Linked DNA regions of Mus musculus: region 1 is linked to region 2. A link is a contact called in public HiChIP or PLAC-seq data. All regions are on one chromosome and are shown on one strand. The core of a region is the stretch at or near the end of the contact, and the rest is flanking DNA. Distances in the headings are between cores, read along the strand shown. Region 1 holds the start of Fyn (Fyn proto-oncogene). Region 2 has its middle 45 kb from the start of Gm31616.

What was found. HiChIP or PLAC-seq counts read pairs in DNA pulled down with a chosen protein or histone mark.
Region 1: a contact with region 2 is called in an H3K4me3 HiChIP or PLAC-seq map of bone marrow-derived macrophages, with 2.0 times the contacts expected there. The contact joins the promoter of Fyn here to the enhancer-like site in region 2. A contact is called at or near these places in 5 of 39 promoter capture datasets (3T3-L1-derived adipocytes, the C10 cell line, embryonic stem cells and 2 more), 11 of 484 Hi-C or Micro-C datasets (the HL-1 cell line, Th1 cells, embryonic fibroblasts and 7 more), 8 of 115 datasets of contacts at active chromatin or transcription factors (CD8 T cells, bone marrow-derived macrophages, effector CD8 T cells and 4 more) and 1 of 9 other capture datasets (adipose tissue).

The regions. Positions count from the first base shown.
Region 1 is chr10:39,366,658-39,371,368 of GRCm38.p6, forward strand. It overlaps Fyn (Fyn proto-oncogene), which reads left to right and starts at 3,142. Exons shown (of 14, transcript NM_001122893.1): 1 at 3,142-3,533. It overlaps Gm31616 (predicted gene, 31616), which reads right to left and starts at 2,955. Exons shown (of 2, transcript NR_168583.1): 1 at 2,838-2,955; 2 at 1,059-1,948.
Region 2 is chr10:39,321,881-39,326,377 of GRCm38.p6, forward strand. No RefSeq gene overlaps it. Among named protein-coding and RNA genes, the nearest start is that of Gm31616, 45 kb to the right of the region's middle. Within about 2 kb of position 2,626, at least 14 of the 459 cell types and tissues checked have an H3K27ac peak or open chromatin away from gene starts, as enhancers often do. A contact at or near this core is called in the HL-1 cell line and bone marrow-derived macrophages, where this site is marked.

The sequences.
Region 1 (4,711 bases), core at 1,892-4,391, 45 kb after region 2:
ACCCACATGCCTCTTTCTCCTGTATTTATCTCTCTCCCCTCTCCCAAATTAACCCCTTTCAATTTTTCCTATTTCCTCCTCCAATTTGCCTGTACCCCACCATTCCCCATTTCTGCCATTTTCTCCTCTACTTTCCGGGGCTTTGCAGTTCCTCCAGATTACGCACTCACATATGAAAACTTGGAACTGGGAACCACAGATGAGAAAGAGCATGGGATGTGTGTTTTCCTGGGTCTGAGTCACATCACTCAAAATGATCTCTACCCAAAATAGCTATCCAAATAGCTCTCTATCAAAATAGCTCTACCCATTTGCCTGAAAAATTCCATGGTTTCATTTTTCTTTACAGTTGAGTATTCCACTGGGTACGCGTCCCACATTGTCTTTAGCTGAAGAACATTTAGGTTGTCACCATGTCCTAGCTATTGTGACTAGAATGGCAATGAATATGGCTGAGCAAGTAGCTGTGAGGTATGATGTCATCATGTCTTTTGGGCATATGCTGAGGCGTGGTCACTTAGAATGCATTTCCTTTGTACATATCTGTGTGTCTTTGTGTAAGGTGTGTATGCATACATGTTTAGAGGTGTTCATACATGCTTGGGGGTGCACTTGCACACATATGCAGTGCCTGTGGAAGCCAGAGGTCAATGCTGGGCTTTCTAAATTGGTTCTCTAACATATTTCTCAGACAGGGTCTCTCACTGTTTCTGGAGGTCCAGACACTTGCCACTGTAACGGCTTTCATTTTTGTTTTGTTTTGTATTTTTCTCTTTTCTTTTCTTTTCTTTTCTTTCTTTTTCTTTTCTTTTCTTTTTTCTTTCTTTCTTTTTTTTTTTTTTTCTGAGACAGAGTTTCTCTGTATAGCCCTGGCTGTCTTGGAACTCACTTTGTAGACCAGGCTGTAGACCTCAAACTCAGAAATCCACCTGCTTCTGCCTCCCAAGTGCTGGGATTAAAGGAGTGAGCCACTACCGCCCGGCTGTAACGGTTTTGATAATGTGTGTTTTGGGGCTTTGTTAATGTGTGTTTTGGGGACTCAGACTCAGTCTCATGTGTACAGCAGCAAGCCATTTATTCACTGATCCATCTCCCTTCCTTGCACATTAGTTTTTTTTTCCAGTTTCAGTAACCATTTTTATTTTCTTGTTTGATTGGTAAGAAAACAAAAATCTCAAAATGGGAAACAGCTTAGCTAATAACACTAAATATACATTGAAAGCAAAACAGGAAACACAGATTAGACAAACCAAAAAAGAACACTAGACTAGAAACAGGGGACTTAAAGGTGAGAGAAACAGAACAAACAAAAACCCAAGCAAATAACAACCAAATCTAAGAGAAATTCTAGAACAATGTCTCTCCATTTGTTGGGTAATAGATACTGCCTGTAAGAAAATAAAATTTCAGGTTTAGAACAAAGCATGGCTTGCCTTGGGTAGGCTGAGGACACTGTTTAAGTCAAATCTACTTTGATGACCTTTGGGAGCAGATCAAAATGGGAAATAATGCTAACATCTTTCCAGGGCTTTCTCACTTGTTCACAACATCAGCAAATCTTCTTGTGGAGACAGAATCCCTTTAAAGCTATCCGGAGGAAGAGTTGTGGGGTTTTCCTGTTTTTTTGTTTTTATTTATTTTTTTCAAAAGTAAGTAAAGAGAAAAAAACAGAACAGAGTCTTGCTGGGAGTTGGTTAATTTGTCATTTAATCATTTTGCCTCTTATTGGTCCACTAATTACGTGAAGAAGCTATTATGCTGCAGATGCCAAAAATGAGACTCCTCTCAAAGAAATTATTAACAATGGAGTGACTTAGTACCATCTGCTCCAGGTTTCAGGAAGAGATCGGACATGGAATTCCTCAGTGTCACCTTCTCTTGTCCTCAGTTTCCTCGTCCATCACATGAGGATCATTTACTGAATAGCAGCAAATTTCTCAAAAGAGCACTGCGGAAAAGACAAAGAAAAAAAAGTCAGCAAAAGAGACTGGTATTTTTAAACTACAGGGGAAATGTACTGAGCAGGAAAGATAACACAGACCTTGAGCGCCTAAGGAAGCCAAGGCTGCTTCGCTTAAACTTACTTCTTAGAAGATTAGATTTGCTGAGGGGGAGGGATGAGTTTCTTACCAAAATCATTAAAGAAAATGATTCTGAACATGTCTTAAAACAGAGTTCTCAGTAAACAGGAATTGCCTATAAAGAAAATCAGGAAGGCAAAATGTTTCTTTTTATGAAGTTACATCCTGCCATAGAAAAGCTGAATCGGAAATAAAGACTGCAGACCAACCCGGCTATTATTTCGTCAAGGAAAATCTGAGCAAAAAGCTCAGCTCAGCCACCAGCGAAAACAAGAAAACCAAGAGAAGTTTGAATGCCCCAAGGAGCCAGACGAGCAATGGCCACTGGTAAACAGCTAGGGAAAAGCACAAGCAATCTCTACTGGGTGGTTTTGGGACTCTTTGTTGCAGGCCCCTTGAATTTCAGTCATACTTCTCTTTCACTTTTCCTGGGGTAGGTGTGGGGGGGGGGGCGGGGAGCATATTTGGGTACCCAAGAAAATGAGACTAACAAGTCATTAATTTCTTACTATTTGTTGTGCGTTTGCTGGTCCTAGCTTTCCCAGTTTCTGCAATGGTACTTCTCTACTTTGCTCCTCACTTCCCTAATTTGCCATCGCCATTCTTAACACCTTTCCATTTTATCCTCCCACTCTCAAAGGCGAGGCTATCTCTTTGGAGAAATAGGTTCCCATGGCTGTGAGGCTGGAGTGGCAGGTGCCAGTCTCCACTGGCAAAGTGGAAAGCAGCTCATTCCCTGCGCACTCTCCTGCCCACCTCACCAACTCGCAACTCCACACGATCCTCAGACACACAACTCTTCCTTCTCCGCCAACCTCGCATCCTCTCACACACCCTGTGGCCGTGCGCACCGCAGGCTGCCCGCCACCACTGTAAAGCTCAACCCACTCGGCGGCCCCACCCATGGCCGTCCCGCCTCCGACGCATTCACCAATGGCTGCCGGCGCTCAGCCCTCAGCGGGCCCTTTGATAGGGCAGAAAGACCTGACAGTCTCAGGGCGTGTCCCGCCCCCTCTCGAACCCCTCGGGATCCGGAGCAGCCCGAGCATCAGCGAGAGTAGCTGCGAGAAGCCGCGGCGGTGGCGGCGGCGCGTCGGTGCAGTTGCGCCATCTGTCAGGAGCGCAGCCGGCGGGGAGGGGGCTCCGCAGAGAGGAGGAGGGGTCGCCGTGCGCCGGGCCTCCGAGACCCGCCCGCTGGTCAAGAGCTCAGCGAGGCCGCCTCTAGCCGGAGCGTTTCGAGGACTCCCCGGGCACACACAAAGCCGCCACCCGCGCCAGGGAGGGACCGGGCTGCCGGGCCGGGGACACCGGCGCCGCCCCCTCGGCGCTTCGCGAGGCCCACGAGCTCCTGGGCCCCGCCGCGGAGCCGCGGGAGCCGCCTGGGCCGCGCCGGAGGAGGGCGGGGAGAGGACCATGTGAATGTGCTCCGGAGCTGAGCGCCAAGCCAAGCAGGTAAGCGACAGGGGATGCGCGGAGCCTCGGGATGCTGCGGAGACGCCCGGCCCAGCGCCCCCGCACGGGCTGCTCCCGCTGCGGTCCCGCCGCGCAGCCTCCAGGGCGCCCCGCGACGCAGGACACTGATGCGGGGTGCCGCCCCGAGGCTGCGCAGGCACCGGGGTGTCTTTCCTCGGCCGCCGGCGGGTGCCGGGTGGAAAATAGGAATTGGCTTGGGGGTGAGGTTGGCCCAGCTCCGCCCCCGCCCTCCTTTCGCGGCCCCCCGCGGGGACCAGGGCTGTGTGTGTTGTTTTAATGTCAGGGATGATGTAATCACTTAATAATTGATGCCCCGTGCTGCTTTCCTCCCCACCCAACCCCTGCCCCACTCCTCCACCTCTCGGCTTCCTCCCTCGGTGGCCCTTGCCGTTCCCCAGCGCATCCTCCTGCCTATTTCTGGAACCTCCCTTGCACTTCCCCCACCCTCCCCTTCACCCTTCCTGTGCTACCACCCACCCACCCTTCCCCTTTCCCCTGTGTCTGGCCTTGCCTCCTCTTCCTCTGTCCCCCCACCCCTTTTGCTCTCTCAAGCTTATTTCTCCTCCCTTCTCGACACGCTGGATTTCCTCCCTACTTCCCTAGGTCGGTAGACGGTTTTGTTTGGTCTCCTCTAGGCTCTCTTATCTTTGAGGCCACAGGGACTGACTGAGCTAGAAAGAGGCCACCAAGCTTGGGCCCAGGAGGCGTTTGCTGGGACTCACTGGGAGGAGGGATAATAAAATCACCCGTTTTGCCCCTCCTTCCTCTAATAAATCAGACTCATTCTGTGTGTGTGTGTGTGTGAGTGTGTGTGTGACACAAAGAGCCCTTTCAGTTCATAGAGGAGAGACACATAAAGTACCCAGGGCACCATGCTTCTTGTGTCTCATCCCTGGGGCGTCCCTTTCTTTCTGGTGAAGCAGTTGATCTCTTAGTCTTTTCTGCCACACTTACCAAAAAATGAAGGCTCCCGGATCCCGGGTGGCAGGTGCAGGCATTTAGCTGTGTTTACAGACTGGTAGCATTGAGTGGCAACTGCAGTTTTCTCTATTTAAGGTGGTGGTGGGGGGGATTATTTCAGCTGTTTTAGGAGTTGCTATACTTTCAAGGAACCTTCCCCTATCCCTCATTTCCCCCCTTTTCTTCTTGGGGGATAG
Region 2 (4,497 bases), core at 1,376-3,875:
AGTCAAGGGTCAGGAGCTGATCGCTTCGAAGCCTTCCTGACCCCAGCTTAGCTATTTTGGAAAAGTGAGTCCCTGCTCAGTGGTTCTCAAGTCTTACCAGGCACTGGAATCACTGGGAAGGCTCCCTGAGACTCAAGACTCTCTACCCAAGGCGCTGTTGAGTAGACGATGGAAAAGTCCGAGTTTGTATCAAGTGCCCACGTGGTACTAATGCTTGTGGACTAGACATTTCACTCTGAGAGCAATCAGTATAAAGCTTTGATCCCGAGGCTGAGTATTTAATACGACATTTATCTCTAAGTCGTTATTGGCTCCTTAATAGCTATCTGCCTCTTTTCCTGCAGTAATATCCAGTCAGCTGGGAGCACACAGCCAACCAAAAGAGAAACGAAAATTGTTAGCTCCCTTCCAGCTGGGTGTGACATGTGACATTATCATTGATGGGATGTTTATGAGCAGTTGTAACACATGCCACCTTCAGACTGTGGTCTTGAAGAAAGGCAGGCTCTTCCCCACTGTGGAATGGAAAAGGCAGGCAGCCAAGTGCTCTGATGATTCAGTAAAATAGATTCCTTCAGACATCTTGAACTCAATTATGGAAAAAAATCAAACTCTTCTCATTATTTAAGCCTCTGCTGTTTTGGATGTCTGTCCACCACAGCCAGATCTAGATCCTGACTGAAACAAGACAGACATCCGCAAAAATGTAAGAGTAGGGGAGATAGACAAGCTAAAAGAAGCAAAAGAAAGACGACTGAAACCTTATTAGCCTCCTAGTATGTAGCAAAGACTAATCTAGGGAGCTAGATGTCTCAACAACCATCTTTAGTTGGTTTGGCTAGGATTTAGCATTGCCAAAAGTCATTTAGCTGTTTCTAAAGAGTTCATTTCAATTTACAATTATAGAAAATGTTCCCTAGTCATTTTCCACCCTAAATTATACCTATAATCTTCTTATGCTGGATTGTTAACTGATACACAATTATGTTTCTAGAAGGAGACTAGAATCCCAGCAGATGATTTAAAATAAAGTTAAGTGGATGTAATTTGTGTTTATTTTTGTCTTATTGAAACCAAATACTATAGAATTGCAATGTCAGTTTGACTGTGATGGTTTGAGGTAAGTAAATGGAGTTGTCCTTTGAAGAGTCTCTCTGAGGATAATATATAGGGCGAAGACCAGAATTGGCCAGGAGGAAAGGAGGGGCAGGGCTGTGCCTTACCACCATCACATGCCGTTTGCACTTTCATCCATGTCTCCTTCCAGAATCACAGATCCTGCACTGATTTCTGAAAACATTAAGTTTCAAATCAGAAGAATTCATTCCTATCGAAACACCTCACTTCTGGTAAACTATACACAGAGAATCTCACTACTGGTCCATTATACATAGAACATCTCACTGGTGGTCCACTATATGCAGAGCATCTCACTGATGGTCCATTATACACAGAGCATCTCACTGGTGGTCCACTATATGCAGAGCATCTAACTGATGGTCAACTATACAAACAGAAGCTCCTATGTCTTGCAGCATTGATGAGTTCATAAAGCACTTTGCAGAGCGCTGTTGTGTGAGCTTCCTGCTACTGTGACAAACACTAAGGCAAATCAACTTTAGGAGGGAAGGGTTTTTTTGGCTCATGATCCAAATGGTTCCTTATTTTGGGGCCTGAGGGGAGAGAGACTCATATGTCAAAGTGCATGGTGGAGGTAGCTGCTCTTTTCTTGGTATCCAGTCCCAGTATTCCCTTTAAGGACATACCCTATGTGATTTAACTACCCTCCCAATGGGCCACGTCTCTTAAAATGGTCTACTGTCACCCAGTAGGACCAAATGCTGGAAACTAAACTTTTAAGACACTGCCTTCAGGCAACATATCTATAATAGTTACTTTATCCTAATTGAGAAGAGTCCAGGTATTTTTTCCTTCTTAAATACATTTCTGGTTTTTATAACTCATAACATCATGAAATTGCTGACAGTGTTACATAGAGGTTTTACACCAATAAATTTGTTCCCAAAAATCCCTGGCCAGGCCCCCTTACTCTACGCGGCTCACTTGGAGTGCTTCAACTTAAGAGTGGTGGTTAGTTAGATCCAGACTGCAAACATTGGGTGAACTGTCTTCTGGTATTTCTCCCTATCTTCAGACTCCAGAACAGTACCTGATATAGATCTTGCTCACTAAAGATAGAAATAATCAACGAATATAATGTACATGAAAGCAAGTATTGTTGGCATTGAGATAAACACAGTGACGTCCTAATGTCCCACAATGCAACACGCCTGATGGAGGCGTGTAAAGCCAGCGGGAAAGGATCCCACCTTTCCTTTGTAATTAAGTCTTTGGCAGAGCTGCACCATGATTAAAGGTGAGCACATATGTGGCTGGCATTCAGTTTCATGGAGTCATTAGGAAGCAAGTGCTTATTTATAAAAAGCCACCGACAATACCTACAGTGTGACAGAACATGCATGCTAATTAGACTTTGCAAGAAGTACACAGAAAATATATTTAAGCCAATACATTAACTAAGCAGCCTTCAGATCACTTTGAAATTTCTGCAAGGGTGTCTCTTGCAACACCCCCTGTGATTTCATCAGATTCCAACTGCAACTTTCAAATTACTGTGTGACCGCAGACCTCCCTAAAGTCTGATGTCACAGATGACAGATAATTTCACTATCCTGTTAGGAATGTCTGTCTAAGAAACTAAAAATAATGTGTTCTCTTCCACCTTGGAAAGGATGATGAGACAATGTCCTCCCAGATAATAATCATTCTTTTTTTGAATATCTAAATCTGTCTTTTTAAGATACAAAGAAAATAAAAAGGGAAGAAGGAGATGTAACAGGGATGCAGGAAAGAGAGGGAAGTTTGGGGCACATGCCCAGAGAGAAGAGACTACCCTCTGTGGATTTCTCAGGAAGATCAGAGGTGGGCAGGAGAGTGCTGCCAAGAAACACCTTTCAGGGGCCTGCAATTATACTGTTTTTACCTGTCTGTCTGTCTATCTATCTATCTATTTTATTAGTTGAGACAGTCTCATTATGATGCCCTAATTGGCCTGGTACTTGGTATACAGACCAGGCTGATCTTGAATTTGTGGTAATCCTCTTGCCTCTGCCTCCAGAATGCTGGTATTGCATGTACATACCACCGCACACAGATATGCTATTATTCAAAATATAAGATTCCCAAAGGAACACTGATAAAAGCTTTAGAAGTTTCAGGTTGTATCTATGTACTTAAGAGTGTGTGTCCAGGTGTGTATGTATGTGTGTGAATATGAGTGTATGTGTATGAGTGTGTGTATATATGTGTGTGTATGTTTGTGAGTGTGTGTGTATGTGTGAGTGTGTATATATGTATGAGTGTGTGTGTTTGTGAGTGTGTGTATACATGTGTGAGTATGTATATGAATGAATGAGTGTATATGTGTGAGTGTATATGTTTGTGAGTGTGTGTGTGAATGTGTGTATGTGTGTGAGTGTGTATATACATGTGAGTGTGTATATGTTTGTGAGTGTGTGTGTGAATGTATGAATGTGTGTGAGTGTGTGTGTGTATATATATATATGTATATGTATATGTATATGTATATATATATATATATATGAGTGTGTATACATTTGTGAGTGTGTGTGTGAATGTGTATATGTGTGTGAGCGTGTGTATATGTGTGAGTGTGTATAAATGTATGAATGTGTGTATGTTTGTGAGTGTGTGAGCATTTGTGTGTGTGTGAGGATGTATATATATGTGAGCATGTATTTGTGTGTGTGTGTGTGTGTGTATACACACGTGCTAATTAGAAGGAACTTTTGCTGTCACTCCCCCCGCCCCTCACTCAGGTCATCAGACTTGCATGACTTACCTTCTGAATCATTTGCTGGCCCATGTTTGAGTTTGTTTGTTTGTCTGTTGTTTTGTTTTTGTTTTGAGATATGATTTTTCTGGGTAGCCTATGCTAGTCTCAAACTGATAATCCTCCTGAGTGCTGGGATTCCAGGCATGTACCACCACACACAGCAGGAAGGCTTTCATTTTTTAAATTTGTTTGTGTTATTTTTATTTCTGTATTTGGATGTGTGCCTGTGTGAGAGTGTGCACAGGTGAGCACAGCTGTCCAAGGGAAGAGGTGAGAGTTGTCGGCGGGTCCCCTCAGCTGGAGTTACAGGTGGTTGTGACTGCCTCTGGCGGGTGCTGGGAATCAAACTCTGCTCTTCTGCAAGAGCTACCCTTGCAGTTTATCACTGAGCTACGACTCCAGTCCCTGAAAGATTTTTAAAAAGGTTTCTTAATAAAGAAATTCACGTTTGTGCAGAGACGAGGCAGCTCTTATGCCTGTTACTTTAGACTTCAGCAGCATGTCCTGCAAAGCTCACTGGGTTCCAGGAAGATGGGAAACAAGAGACCTAATTACCGGATGCTTTAAGAAATAATACTCCAGTAATTTTTTTTATTTGTCAAGTTGATTGCAAGCAATAA